Linked DNA regions of Rattus norvegicus: region 2 is linked to region 1. The links are chromatin contacts, called in public Hi-C maps. All regions are on one chromosome and are shown on one strand. Each heading gives the region's core, a stretch centred on a gene start, on an enhancer-like site or on the middle of the called end of the contact. The rest is flanking DNA. Distances are from core to core; before and after follow the strand shown.

The links. Hi-C and Micro-C count contacts between places; a contact is called where the count stands out from the background.
Region 2: a contact with region 1 is called in a Hi-C map of psoas muscle, with 2.5 times the contacts expected there. The contact joins the promoter of Rars1 here to the promoter of Spdl1 in region 1. A contact is called at or near these places in 3 of 12 Hi-C or Micro-C datasets (frontal cortex, mammary epithelial cells and psoas muscle).

The regions. Positions count from the first base shown.
Region 1 is chr10:19,796,054-19,802,583 of GRCr8, reverse strand. It overlaps Spdl1 (spindle apparatus coiled-coil protein 1), which reads left to right and starts at 4,287. Exons shown (of 12, transcript NM_001034138.1): 1 at 4,287-4,411; 2 at 6,520-6,530.
Region 2 is chr10:20,795,981-20,802,595 of GRCr8, reverse strand. It overlaps Rars1 (arginyl-tRNA synthetase 1), which reads left to right and starts at 3,345. Exons shown (of 15, transcript NM_001105777.2): 1 at 3,345-3,410; 2 at 4,286-4,420. The coding sequence starts at 3,366.

The DNA of each region.
Region 1 (6,530 bases), core at 3,038-5,537:
GGAAAACAGATATTTACATTACAATTCCTAACAGTGGCAAAATTAGTTACGAAGTAGCAATGAAGTAAATTTATGGCTGGGGGTGGGGTCACCCGAACATGAGGAACTGTATTAAAGGCTCTCAGCATTAGGTTGAGAACCACCGTTAGGTCTTTATTACCTCTGTATTCCCCACAGGACAATCCCCATATCATGCACCCAGACAGTCATTCTCTTTGCTTTCGGCTATTCTACAAGCTTCAGTGAACACAACCTTTGTCATAACTCCTAAAACGTCATCTCTCAGTCCACTCTGTCCATCATGGAACTTTATCAATCAATCCTTGGTGTCTCAGAGTCCTGTACTTGTGTTTGCCTGGCCCCAACGAAGTCTAACTTACAGCCCTATTTAATGATGGGAGAACAAGGACATCAGAGACATTCTCTGGGCAAGAATCATTTGGCAGGTGTCTCTTCCACTAAACTGTAAACTTGTTGAGTACAGAGCCTTTCCTCTGTAGTGCCCTCAGCAATCATGAGATAGGTTTGCATTAAAATAAATGCCTTTTCAAGGCATTGCAACACCCCCCAGACCAGCATTTCTAACAGGTGAGTTAGTATGTCACACTGAATGGTGACGAGCTTGTTACAGCAACCAGCCTGCACTTGCATAACTATAGTATTAGGAACTTTAATGGAGACAACCGTGGATATTTTGTTGCTTCTCAGAATTCAGAAGCCTTTCCTATGCCCTGTGAACCCACTATCATGTGAGAAGGAATGCACCCTCTCTGATTTAAAGTGAAAATGACAGACACAGAAGACTCCGCCCCGGCCTAAACCTTTGGCATGTCAGGCATGCATGCGGACCCCAGTCTCTTTTGAAGACCTGTTCTTCTAACTACTAAAGAGTACAAGTTAATCTAGGAAGCGATCTAAAATCGTTTCACTTGCGACACCTAGTGTCCGGTGGTGGTACTGGCTATACTCTATCCAGGGCATCCCTAAACAAGGACTTTTAACTATGTCAAAAGGATAAAAACCACAACAGGTTTACTTTAAAGATGCTAACTGACTTTTATTTATGATGCTAAGTTACTGCATTCCTCTGGATCAGAAAACATTCTAACATCTCCTCTCAACAAGATCAGGAAGTATTTGCAGACAGGAAACAAGCAAGGTGGAGAGACTGAAGAAATAAAGTTTCATAGTTTCATAGATATGAGAAACAAAGTTATAAAAACAAGGTTTTGAGAAATACTTCTGGTGGTCAGGATGCCTATGACAAATCTGTGACCTTTCTGAGAGATACATCTGACGTCAGGATGCTCAGTGATATGAAATAAGTTCTGGTCAACAAGATTCTGACTAAGCTAATTAAACAAAAACAACTGTTCTCGGAAAGACCCCCCTACCCCTCCCTGTGGTAAATTCCGAGAACAACTGCAAGATGTCATCCTGACCCTGCTCGACTACCCAGTTCACCCCCACCCCCGCAAGGGATGTGCTAACTTAGCCCTTTCCCAGTGATTCTCCAAGACCAGGTTGGATGAGGAAAGTGACTAATTGAGCCGAGAACAGCCCCTTGAGCACGCCAGCCAATACCTGACCAGATCCTTTGTCCTGTGTACCACCAATGAGAATAGGCCAGCTAACCCTGTTGCTGAAATCTGCGCTCTGTAATGAATAAAAGTTGTGTGCTTTTTGGGTTCGGGGTTGCCTCTCCCTGCGTGGATGAACCACCCCATTTATGTGGATTAAAAAACCTCATGCTATTGCAGCGGTCACTTTGCCAATCTGTGCTCTGTGGGTGGCGCTCCTGAGGTAAGGCCACTATGGGGTCTTACAACAAGACCTCTTCAGCTCCCAGCTCAGCATCCACCTGATTTGAACTGTCTGGTCACTGAAGATGGTCTTGAAGCTCAGTTATTCATGTGCCAGTTAGCACAAGTGATTCCATATTGCTTTCATGTGGATGACCAGTGTAGAAAGACAAGCCCAAATCAAAGTTCTCCTATAAACTGTGTTTAACAATTACAGAGAGAGTGGCTTTTAAGACTCCGTGAACATGGTTCTCTCTCCCAGTCCATTTTTCCTTAGTTCTGCCATCTTCTAAGACCTTGCTTAGCGCCAGTGCATCTTTTGAATATCCAGACAAAATACGCTTTTCCTTTTACACAGCTCCTTCTATGTAGGGATATATATATATATATATATATATATATATATATATATATATATATATATATGGTTGGGGTTCAGGAGTCCCCCCAGAAACCACACAAATGCCAAGCTCAGTCAGACAGGGATGGTTTATTGAATGCACACCCTAAGACTGATCTATCAGGTCTGTAGCTCAGAATCTGGCAGCTGAGGCTAAGACTCTGAGAATTTCTCAGGGCAGGCTTATGAAGGAAAAAGTCACAATGAGCTCCTGTGTAGGTGCTGGGAGTGCTGCCCAGTGGTCAGCTCTGACTCAAGCCATTTCAGACATGACAGTTTGTGTTGACCTTTAATTTGATGGGTCCTATGTAAAGCTTTGTGGAACTGAAGATTAACAGTTGTCATACAGAACGTAACAAGGTATGTGATGGACATGACCTTGCCCTGAGGTAAGTTGTTTTTCTGTGTCAATGAATGGCAGGCAGATCACAGAGACAATGTGGAAGACTTGGCAGGCGTGAGGCAAAATGAGAAATGGTGTGACTTACCCGCTCTTGAATCAAAGAACGAAACAAGGAGTTCACAAAGATCTTCGTTACACGCGTTAACTAGTCATGACTGGCCAAGGCTAGAGGTTATCTTCCTGACTCCTGAGTTGAACAATCTGAGAATGGTAGAAGAAATAGGATTTGCTTCATTTAATCTTTCTCACGATTATATCTGCTTGACAGATCACTGTTTATCTTAAAAACCAGCTCAGTCCTTTAAAGTCTGGTCTAGCTCCATCAGAAATACCGGTCTATAAGTGAAAAGGCAGGAGGTCAAAGGCTATGGTACATCAAGATATTAAAATTTAATGGAGACATTCAACTCTACCAAATGCAGGAAAAGGGGAAAGTAAACACTGACCTCTGGACATTGAAGGTTAAAAATCAACGGGGTACAGTACAAGTTTGGCCTGCATGATAAAACAAGGAAGCAAACAAATAAAAACAAAACAAACAAACAAACAAAAACCCGCTGGTGATCTGTCAAGAGACAATTCACTATACTGGTTTAAGACTAGACGACAGGTGGAATACAAATTAGTAAAAGAAACGAATCCCAGGAGTCGCGAGGAGGGGCTGGCGGATCTCTGTTGAGTTCATCGCTAGTCTGGTCTGCAGGGAGAATTCCAGGACAGTCAGGGCTACACAGCGACCCTGTCTCAAAAATCTAGATGAGATGACGATGATGAGGAGGAGGAGGAGGATGATGAAGAGGAAGAAGAGGAAGAAGAGGGGGGAGAGGAGGAGGAGAAAATTGAATAGTGAAAACCTTCTTAGACGTTTTGTTATGTAAAGAAAAACATGGGAATGTGGTTGACTGGCGTCGGAGAAGTTTTCGATTAATTTTTGCAATGAGTCATTTCAGCACCTTCATCTACTGACGGGAAAGATTCAACACAGTCAATCACGATAAAGAAGCAGCCAAGTGCTTAGATAAAAAAAAAAAAAAAAGACATGATGCCATGTGCCAGTTGCTAGAACTCTCCAAATTTCCAACTGTTTAAAAGTGTAAAGAATAAGTAAAATTACAAGGGGTTTCTATTTAGACACGCATGCTCTCGAGCTGTCCTGCAGAACCGGCTGGGTTTGTTTGAATAGCAGTCCTAACACTTTGACTTTGAATTACTAGGGTGTTCTTTGGAGGTGGCTTTAATTTCCTCTGCGGAAAGTGCAAGATGCCGCGGAGCTGGCAGGGTGGATCGGGTCTAACTGGGAAGATCCGTGTGGAATGTGGCACAGTGCTGGCCCGGGTTAGACTCAATGCCTTAGCTACTAAAGGCGACTGCAGGCGGGCCAGTGTGGAACTACTATTACCTTCAGACCCGGCGACAATGGCGCTGCTAAAGACCACAACAAATAAATACACCTCAGAAACACAATTCACTAAAAGCAAACACTTGGTTAAATAAAAAAAAAAGTTTCCAGGGAATCTGACAAGCAGAAACGCCTAAAAGCACAAGTCGCGCAGCATGCACATGCGCAGTCGCTGCAAGACACGCCTCTCGTTTGCCCCGGAGGCGCGGATTGGACAACACATCTCGTGAGAAACCCGAGTTCTCGCGGGAACAATATTCAAAAACCCCGGCGCTTACTGAACAGACCCTCGGCCGAATGAAGAGGGTGGTATTTCTATGCTGAGGTAGATTTAGTGTCACGCGTCTGGGCGCCCAGTGCTCTCCGGACAGGCCTCCAGTTGCAGCAGCCAGGAAACGTGGGGAGAGGTAAGGGCGAGCGGCGGGAAGGGCGAACCGGGCGGCCGCAGGCGGAACGCCTGTTGTCCCGGAACCTGAGTTCTCAGGAGCCTCCTTCCGGGTCGGTGTAGTGTTCGGTCGGACCGCTGCGCTGCGGGTTTGACTGCGTACGGGTAAACACGGTGCTGGGTGATCTTGATATTTAGTTCTGTGACCTCCGAGTCCTGAGTTCTCTAGTACCGTAAGCCCTGGCCAGTGGTGCAGCCCGAATTAACTGTTGCAAATATGTAACACACGGTGGAGGCTTATTGTAGCATCTCATTCACTTATTTTTTACTTGTTTAATTGTTTTGTTATTTATGTATTATTCACATTACATCCCAATCTCAGCCCCCTCCCTCCTTCTCTCCCAGTCCTGTCCCCACAAATTCCTACCTCCACTACCCCCTCCGTCTTTTCTCAGAGAAGGGGAAGTCCCCCTCCCCCCAGTACCATCCAACCCTGGGAAATCAAGCCCCAGCAGGGGTAAATAAGCACTCCCAACTAGGCAGTCCAGGTAGGGGAAGGGGAATCCAATGCCAGGCAACAGAATTAGAGACAGCACCGCTCCGATTGTTAGGGGACCTAGGTCCAACCCCTGTAACCTCCTTGGTTGTTGGTTAAGCCTCAGTGAGCCACCCTGGGCCCAGGTTATTTGACTCTGTTGGCCTTCCTGGGGTGGCCTTGACCCCTTTAGCTTGCTCAATTCTATCCCCTATTCTTCCCCACAAAACTCACAGAGCCCCGCTGGATGCTTGGCCCTGGTCTCTGCATCCCTTCTATCTGCTGCTGGATGAAACCTCTCAGGAATTAGTTCTGCTAGGTTCCTATCTGCAAACATAGCACAGTAGCATTAGTAGTGTCAGGGGCTGGCTTGCTCTCATGGGATGTGTTTCAAGTTGGGCCAGTCAGTGTTTCTGCTCCGTCTTTATCCCTGTGCATCCTATAGGCAGGAGAACTTTTGGGTTCAAGGCTTTGCGTGTTGATTTATTGATTTTTGTATTTGTTTATTTTTTCAATGATTAGAGGTTGCAGTGGTAACATTTTGGATGTTTTGGTTAAATGTTTTCCCTGGTATTTATTTGTGAAAATGTGACTCCCAGAAAGTTTAAAATTCCTTTGGCTCACATGGCATTTCTGTTGATACCTAGACAGAGGCCCTTTACTCTACTTATCTTACAGAATTTATAAGATAGATGAAACAAGATGTTTGCAAAACTTTTTTACGATGTAGCCAGTTTGGTGGTGGAAATGAGCTTTGAACCCAGATGGCTAGCTCACCCATAGAGCTTCCTCTCACTTTAATACCATATACAGGTTGCGTTTTTGAGACGTTGGAGTGTAAAGTGATTGGTGCACCAGGCTTTGGACCTCCACTCTGATTTTTATGTCATTTTGCCATATCTGTGTAGGTTCTCTCAAACCTATCCCAAGCAAGCTTTTGGCTCACTTCTCCAGCAGAGCATCTTGGGCCAGGACTTGCAGTTTCCAGTTTCTCACCTAATTTGCCTTAGTATCGTTTGCCATGATGGTTCCTTTCCACCCCCTGGAGGAATTTTGTCCTTTTGGCTTACTTCATGAGTCATGCCTGAGGGTACTTTGGGTCTTCTTCATAGCAGTCTTCAATTCCGAGTCTTGTCAGCAATCCTGCTCATCTTCTAGTGATGAAGAATCTTAAGGGCTTAATGTTGTCACTGTCCATATTCAATTGCTTAATTAACCATGTCATACTCAAAATATGAATTCTTGCTTTCTTTCCTGTAACGTTCTGTACCTCAGTGCCTCAGCTGAGAGTAGCTCCATTCTAGTAATTGCTCTGGCCAGAAGCCTTGCATTAATTTTTCTTTTTACCTCCCAGAATTCATACCAGAAAATCGTATTGACTTAACCTTCACAAATTTTACTGAGTTTGGCCATTTCTTGATCCCTACTGTGCTATCTCTGAGAAGAGGAATTTTCGTACAGTTCAGAAATTGAAATCTAATATCCCTTTGGTTTTATATGACGGTACTGTCAACTATTTATGTTTCTTCTCTTGCTCTGATGTCACTACATTTAGTTCCAAGTTCAGCTCAAGTAGTTGTATTTTGTCTTTCCAGTAGATTGAAAA
Region 2 (6,615 bases), core at 2,096-4,595, 1.0 Mb before region 1:
TGGATCCCCTTGGAATTGGAGTTACAGTCAGTTGTTAGCCACCATGTGGGTGCAGGAAATTGAACCCAGGTCCTCTGAAATAGAGGTCAGTGCTCATAACCTCTGAGCCATCTCTCCATCACCTCAACGTGCATTTTATTTTATATTGACCCCAGCTTGGTCTCAAACTCACTTTGCCGTCTAGGGTGGCCTTGTTTGTTTTTAAAGATTTCTTTTATTTATATGTGTATCCATAGATGCCCATGAAGGCCAGCAGAGTTGTATCCCCTGGAGTTATAGGTGGTCAGGGGCCATCTCACACGAGTGCCCGGAACTCTAGTCATCTGGAAAAGTAGCAAGGGCTCTTAACAGCAGAGCCATTTTTCTAGGTCTTGTTTTGTTTATAAAGAAAAGGTCTCTCCGCTAGGCACATGCTTTTAATCCCAGTATTCAGGAAGCAGAGGCAGACAGATCTCTGAGTTCGGGGCCAACCTGCTCTACATGGCGAGTTCCAGGACAGGGGTAGCATAGTGAAACCTTGTCTCAAGAGAGAGAGAAAGACAGGGAGAAAGGGATGGGGGAGAGGGAGGAGGAGGAAGAAAAGGAGAAGGAAGAGGAGGAAAGAAGAAATAGAAACAGAAATAAAGAGGCCAAGTCTTGGGGTTGGGGGTGTGGCTCAATAGTAGAATGTGTGCTTAACAATCACAAAGCCCTGAGTTCAATCCCAACACTGGAAGAAGAGAATTAAAGACCCATTGGCATGTAGCAGACTACCTTTTAATTCACTATGTAGTCAAGGCTGACCCTGAACTCCTGTTTCTCTCGTCTCTGCTTCTCAAGTTCTGGGATTTCAAGCACGAGCTACCCTATCTAGCAAGGATGATCTTGAGTTGCTGCTGCTCCTGCTTCTGCCCCCCAGCGCTAGAATTTCAATGTCTCTTCTGCCACATCCAGGTCACTGCTCGTATAAACACGACCCAAGCTGAGCATGGCTATAATCCCAGTACTTACAAGGTTGCAAGTCCAAGGCCAGCGTGGGTTATATAAGTGAGTTCCAGACCAGCCAGGGCTACAGAATGAGTCAGTCTCAGAAGATGAGATAAAGTGAAGATGAACTCTGTCCAATTCTCCCTTTGCCCATCCTTTCTTACGACGATGCCTGTGTCTGTGGATAAATCACGGCATGCAGTTTTAAATGTACCATCAGAGCTCCAGACCCAGGCCATTTACTTCCCACACGCTCGTCAACCCCAGTGCTTGAAAGGCAACAGACAGAGACAAGACATTGGCAACTAAAGTCCTGCGTTGTTTATCTAGTGTTTACTACTGTAGACCAAATTACCGAGCTCCATTCTCTGCTGTTGGAGATCCACGGCAGGGCTGAGATCCATTCTCTACTCTTGTAGAACCACAATGCTGAGATCCACCCCTCTACTGTTATAGAAGGTTAAGCCATAGCAGGGAAGTTTACATTCTACTTGTTATCTTCTAGATGCTTCTGGAATAACTCACTTTCATATCTCTGGCCCATACCATTAGTACAGCTATTCCCAGAGTACTTTACTAACTAAATGTATTGCTGGCAATATGGTAAGGACAGTCATCAATTTCTGCCTACCATAGGATAGTGGGTAAATGAAGCTAATTGGAAATATCAGGTCATAGGCTTGACATTTATGGTACTTCTTGCCAACGATATGTATCTGATCACCTAGTCTTCATATTTCACGCGCCAGACACACCTTGTTCACCATTTCAGCCCCCGACGAAGTATTCAGTAACACAAGACAAATACTCAATTACTGACTGCTGACCAAAGGAAAGCCAAAGCCCCTCTATGCCATGGGGACACAGACGTTTCTCAGTGACTTGTGACTTCTTTTTCTTTCTTCCTTTCTTTGCTTGCTTACTTGCTTACCCTGAGACAGATCCTTACTCTACAGCCAAGGATGAAAGATGCCCTAAAACTCACTAACCCAGGCTGGACTGAATTCACAGCAGTCACAGTTTGGTGTGTGTGGTTGTTTTTGGTTAACGTTTTTATATGGGCTGTGGTGATAACCAAGTGCCTTAATGCAGCATCTCTCTAAAGCGGGGTATATGTACCGCTGGTGACAGTGTAGAAAACTATAAGCCCAGAGAGGTGACAGATGTAATTCTGGAAAGCAGGAAAAGCCTAAGTTCTAGGCCAGCCTGCTCTCCCTAGCAAAAAAGAAAACACAGGTAGTTATGGCTACATTCTTTTTTTTTCTTTTCTTTTCTTTTTTTCGGAGCTGGGGACTGAACCCAGGGCCTTGCGCTTCGTAGGCAAGCGCTCTACCACTGAGCTAAATCCCCAACCCCGGCTACATTCTTTATTACTTATAATAATTATTGTTTTTTTTTAATTTATGCATTTATGTATGTGGGTGTTCTGTCTGCATGTATGCTCACCCATCAGAAAAGAGCATCAGATCCCATGGAACTGCATGTTTCTAGGTGATTGTGAGCTGCCATGTGGAGGCTGGGAATCAAACTAGGACTTCTGGGGAAACAGCCAGTGCTCTCAACCACTGAACCACCTCTCTCAAGTCCTATAATATATTTATTTAATATGTGGCATTTATTTTTTTGTTTTGTTTTGTTTTGTTTTTTTTGAGCTGGGGACCGAACCCAGGGCTTTGCGCTTCCTAGGTAAGTGCTCTACCACTGAGCTAAATCCCCAGCCCCAATATGTGGCATTTATAACCCGCACACTAAGCCCATAGATTCATTGATATTAATGTTAAGGATGAAGATAAGTAAATTTTAAGGTGAACTAAATCCATCTTGGTGGTAAATCCATGTTATCGTAGCCCTTGGGAGGTGAAAGGACAAAGATCAGAAAACGAAAGCTGTTTTGTCTTCCCCCTTTCAGACAGTCTCCAGAAGTTTGAGGATATTTTCCTTTTCGGTCATCATACATTGTTCAACAGAGGGATGGGTTGCCAGGCAATGGTGGTGCATGCCTTTAATCCCAGCGCTCAAGAGGCATAGGCAAGTTCGAGGCCACTCTGAGCTACTTACTGAGTTCCAGGACAGCCAAGGCTACACAGGGCAATCCCGTCTCGAAACATCAAAACGAAACAGAGGGATGGGTTTATGGGTTCTGTGCCTATGCCTGCGCCTTGAGAGACAGAGGGTCCAAACACAGGGTAGCTTTGGCCTGAGATGCATCTTTCCTGACCCCAACATCAGCTAGTCCTGCTCCGGGCTTCTCTCGCAGTGTCTCCTGGATCCCGCTAGGGGGCAGCAGAGGGCGCGCCCTGAACGACCGAAAACAATGACCAGGGTAGGAATTTCCGCTTCCGGCCAAAACTAGACACTTCCGCTTCCGGCTACTTGGCATGTGAGTCGCTGACGAAAGGATGGACGGTCTGGTGGCTCAGTGCTCCGCGCGGTTGCTGCAGCAGGTTTGTCCCTGGTTGGGGCGGAGGCCTCTGGAGCGGGCGGCGGCGGGTCAAGGCACTCAGTGGCTTCCACATGCGGTGGCGACGACCCGAGTCCCGGACCCGGGCTTGCGAAACCATGCTGCCCCGCCAGCCGTTTGCTCTTGTCTGGGTCGTGGGACTGTCACTCAGAGAAGAGAGGGTGTCTCAGGGCCTGAAGTGGCCAGCGAGGCCCACTCTGCTGGCCGCCCTGGACAGGATGGGGCAGTCAGGTGTGCTCTGGGACCCAGCCAGAAACTTCCCAAGAAGCCGCCAGCGTTGGTCTGGGACAATGTCATAATTTTAAAAAACGAAAGTAGGACCAAGTCCTTTTTCTCTTTTCTTTTTCGGACCTAGATACGAGTGTTAGGAACTCAGCTTGCCAAAGTCTGCCTTGTTACAACAACTGCTTTATGCAAATCGGCAGCCCCGAGGTACACGTTAAATGGACAAGCTCTTTACTGCTCAGTCCTGTTTATAGTAGCAGATACTGGAGAGATGGGAATTTTACTTAGACCCAGAAAAGGTAAAGACAGACACTTGAGCGATTTTGAATATGACAAAAGATGGAAGTGTATATTGACTCCTTTTGCCCCAAAGGGATCTAACCCAGAGTCACTCCTACTCCAGGCAAGCACTACTGGCGTGTGTAAGCCCCCAAGTCTTACTGATTTTTGTCGGTTTGTTTTGTTGTTTTAGTTTCGTTTTTAGTTCAAGTTATAAGATTTAGCAATACAGGTAGTAAAATCAGAAACTTGTACTCTGACTAAGTCAGGATGCATTGACCTGATTTCCTTATCTGGGAAGCATTCCTTTGGACTGGACTGGACTGGACTGGAGAGAGTGTATTTCCCTTACAGGAAAAGGAGATTAAATCTCTGACTGCTGAGATCGACCGGCTGAAGAACTGTAGTTACTTAGAAGCTTCTCCAAGTTTGGAACAGTTACGAGAAGAAAATTTAAAATTGAAGTATAGGCTGAATATTCTTCGAAGGGTGAGTCCTCTGGGTATCTTCCAATACTTTTTTATTTATTTTGATTGATTGATTACTGAAGATTCTAAAAGTGTGCACTATAAGAACTGGAAAGAGGAGTTGGTTTAGAAATCTGTTTTCCTCCATGAAGCAAGGTAGGACTCATTACACAGGTGGAGAAATTGGGGAGGCGCCGGCTTCCCAGGACCTCTAAGTGGTGCATTACAATGGTTTAAAGAATGGTTTGGAAGCTGAGATTTCTTCAATGTCTGTGCCTATGCTTTCAAAGGAATGTTTTTTTGTTTTTAAACCATTTTCACTACCATAGAAGAAATAATTTGTCAGGAACAAATTGATGGGGATGTTTTAAAATGCACATGCCGATACCTTAACTTCTAGGCTATTAGGTTGCTTGTTTTACAATTGTATGTCGTGATTTATAACGTCTTTTGGGTTTCTTTGCATTTAATGCTGCAGAACTTTCTCTGCCTTTCCTCCTCCCCTCTCCAAGCCTCGCTATTCAGACCAGGATGGCTTTGGGATTGGGCCTCCTCCGCCCTGCAGTCTTTTTCTGCCTCTATTTCTCTGTCTCTCTGTCTCTGTCTCTGTCTCTCTCTCTCTCTCTCTCTCTCTCTTCCTCTTTCTCTCTCTCTCTCTCTCTCTCTCTCGGTTTACAGGTGTGTACTCCTATGCCACCATTTGAACAGCCTTAGAGTCCAGCATTGCTTATCAATGGTTTTTTTTGTTTTGTTTTGTTTCTTAAAAACAAAAAAAGCTTACGTTGAGCTTTTTTGGCCTGCCTTTCAGGTTTGTTAATGACAGCCCAGCCTGTTGCCTCAGTAATTGTTCTTGTGTGTGAGTTTTTATGTGTGTGTGTGTGCCCTTCTGGATTGCACAGGTGTCACTCCATTTCCTTCTTACCCGTTTGGAATCAGCAGTGCTAGGATAGCTCTGTCAGGCACTCGTGTGCTGCTGAAGGCAGGAAGGGAAGCACACAAGGGAAATACTGCTGTGGTGAAAATAAGCTTGTCTGTGTACAAGAGGCAGAGGCAGGCTGCTCCTTTAGTTCAAGGCCAGCCTGGTCTACAGAGTGAGGCCCAGGACAACCAGGGCTACACAGAGAAATCCTGTCTTAAAAAAAACTAGAGGTTGGGTGGGGATGGGGGGATAGCGCTGGCTTATATCACAGGAATAAAGTATTGTGTGCTTCACCTTGCTGCCTTCCCCTGGTTCTCTTGGGCCACACACTCCAACTAGAAGGCACATTCTAGATGGTTCTGGCTAAAATACCTTGCTAGCTTCCTTCTTTCCTTCCTTCCCTGATTCTCTTGCCTCCAGTAAAAGGTGGTGGGACTGCAGGCATGCACCTGCACCACCACACCCAGTTTTATCTGGTGCTGGGGGCTGAGTCTGAAACCTCACCCAGGCCGGGCATTTCACGAATGTTCTTCTCGTAAACATGGCTGCCTCGTTTTTCTTTTACTGCTTTTCTGTCTTTTTATGGGTTTTTAAGATAAAAAACCTTATTTAGTACTGTTTTTGAGGCAGGGTTCCTATGTAGCCCTGACCTTTCCAGAGCTGTCTTAAGTAGACCAGGTCTCAAACTCGCACCGATTCTCCCCCACCTCTGCCTGCAGAGTCTGACCACTCGGCTCGTTTCCTTAGGTAGTCACGGAAAGCTGCCCACACTGGTAGTGATCACACACTGTCGCTAACATGGTAGTTCCCCTGTTAAAGAATCCCATAGGTTTTTGGAAATCTGCATCCGTTTTCTTAAAAGCTGTTATTTGTACTAATGTTCATTATGTGAGGTTTTACCAAATGCATACATCACTAAAGGTGGTTGTAGCAAAATGTGTGTGCTTTTGGCTTAATTTGATTGAGTCAAGGTCTTGCAGCGTGGCCCTGGCTGTCGTGATTTGTGCTATACAGCCTGTCACTCTCAGACTTGTGGCAGTCCTCTTGTCTTGGTCTCCCAAGAGATAGAACTAAAGTATGGCACCGTGGCCAGCTAGGAATCATGGGAGAAAGAAGACTTGCGCATATAAATCAGGTAAAGAAAAAAATTGTCAAGAGCTCGACTCACTTCTGCAATCCCAGCACCGGAAAGGCACAGCAGAGGATCGCTGTGAGTGCAAGACCAGCCTGGGCTACAGAGCAAGAGCCTGCCTCAAAACCAAAGCAGGCTTTCACGCTCTCTAGTAGGGCACCAGGCC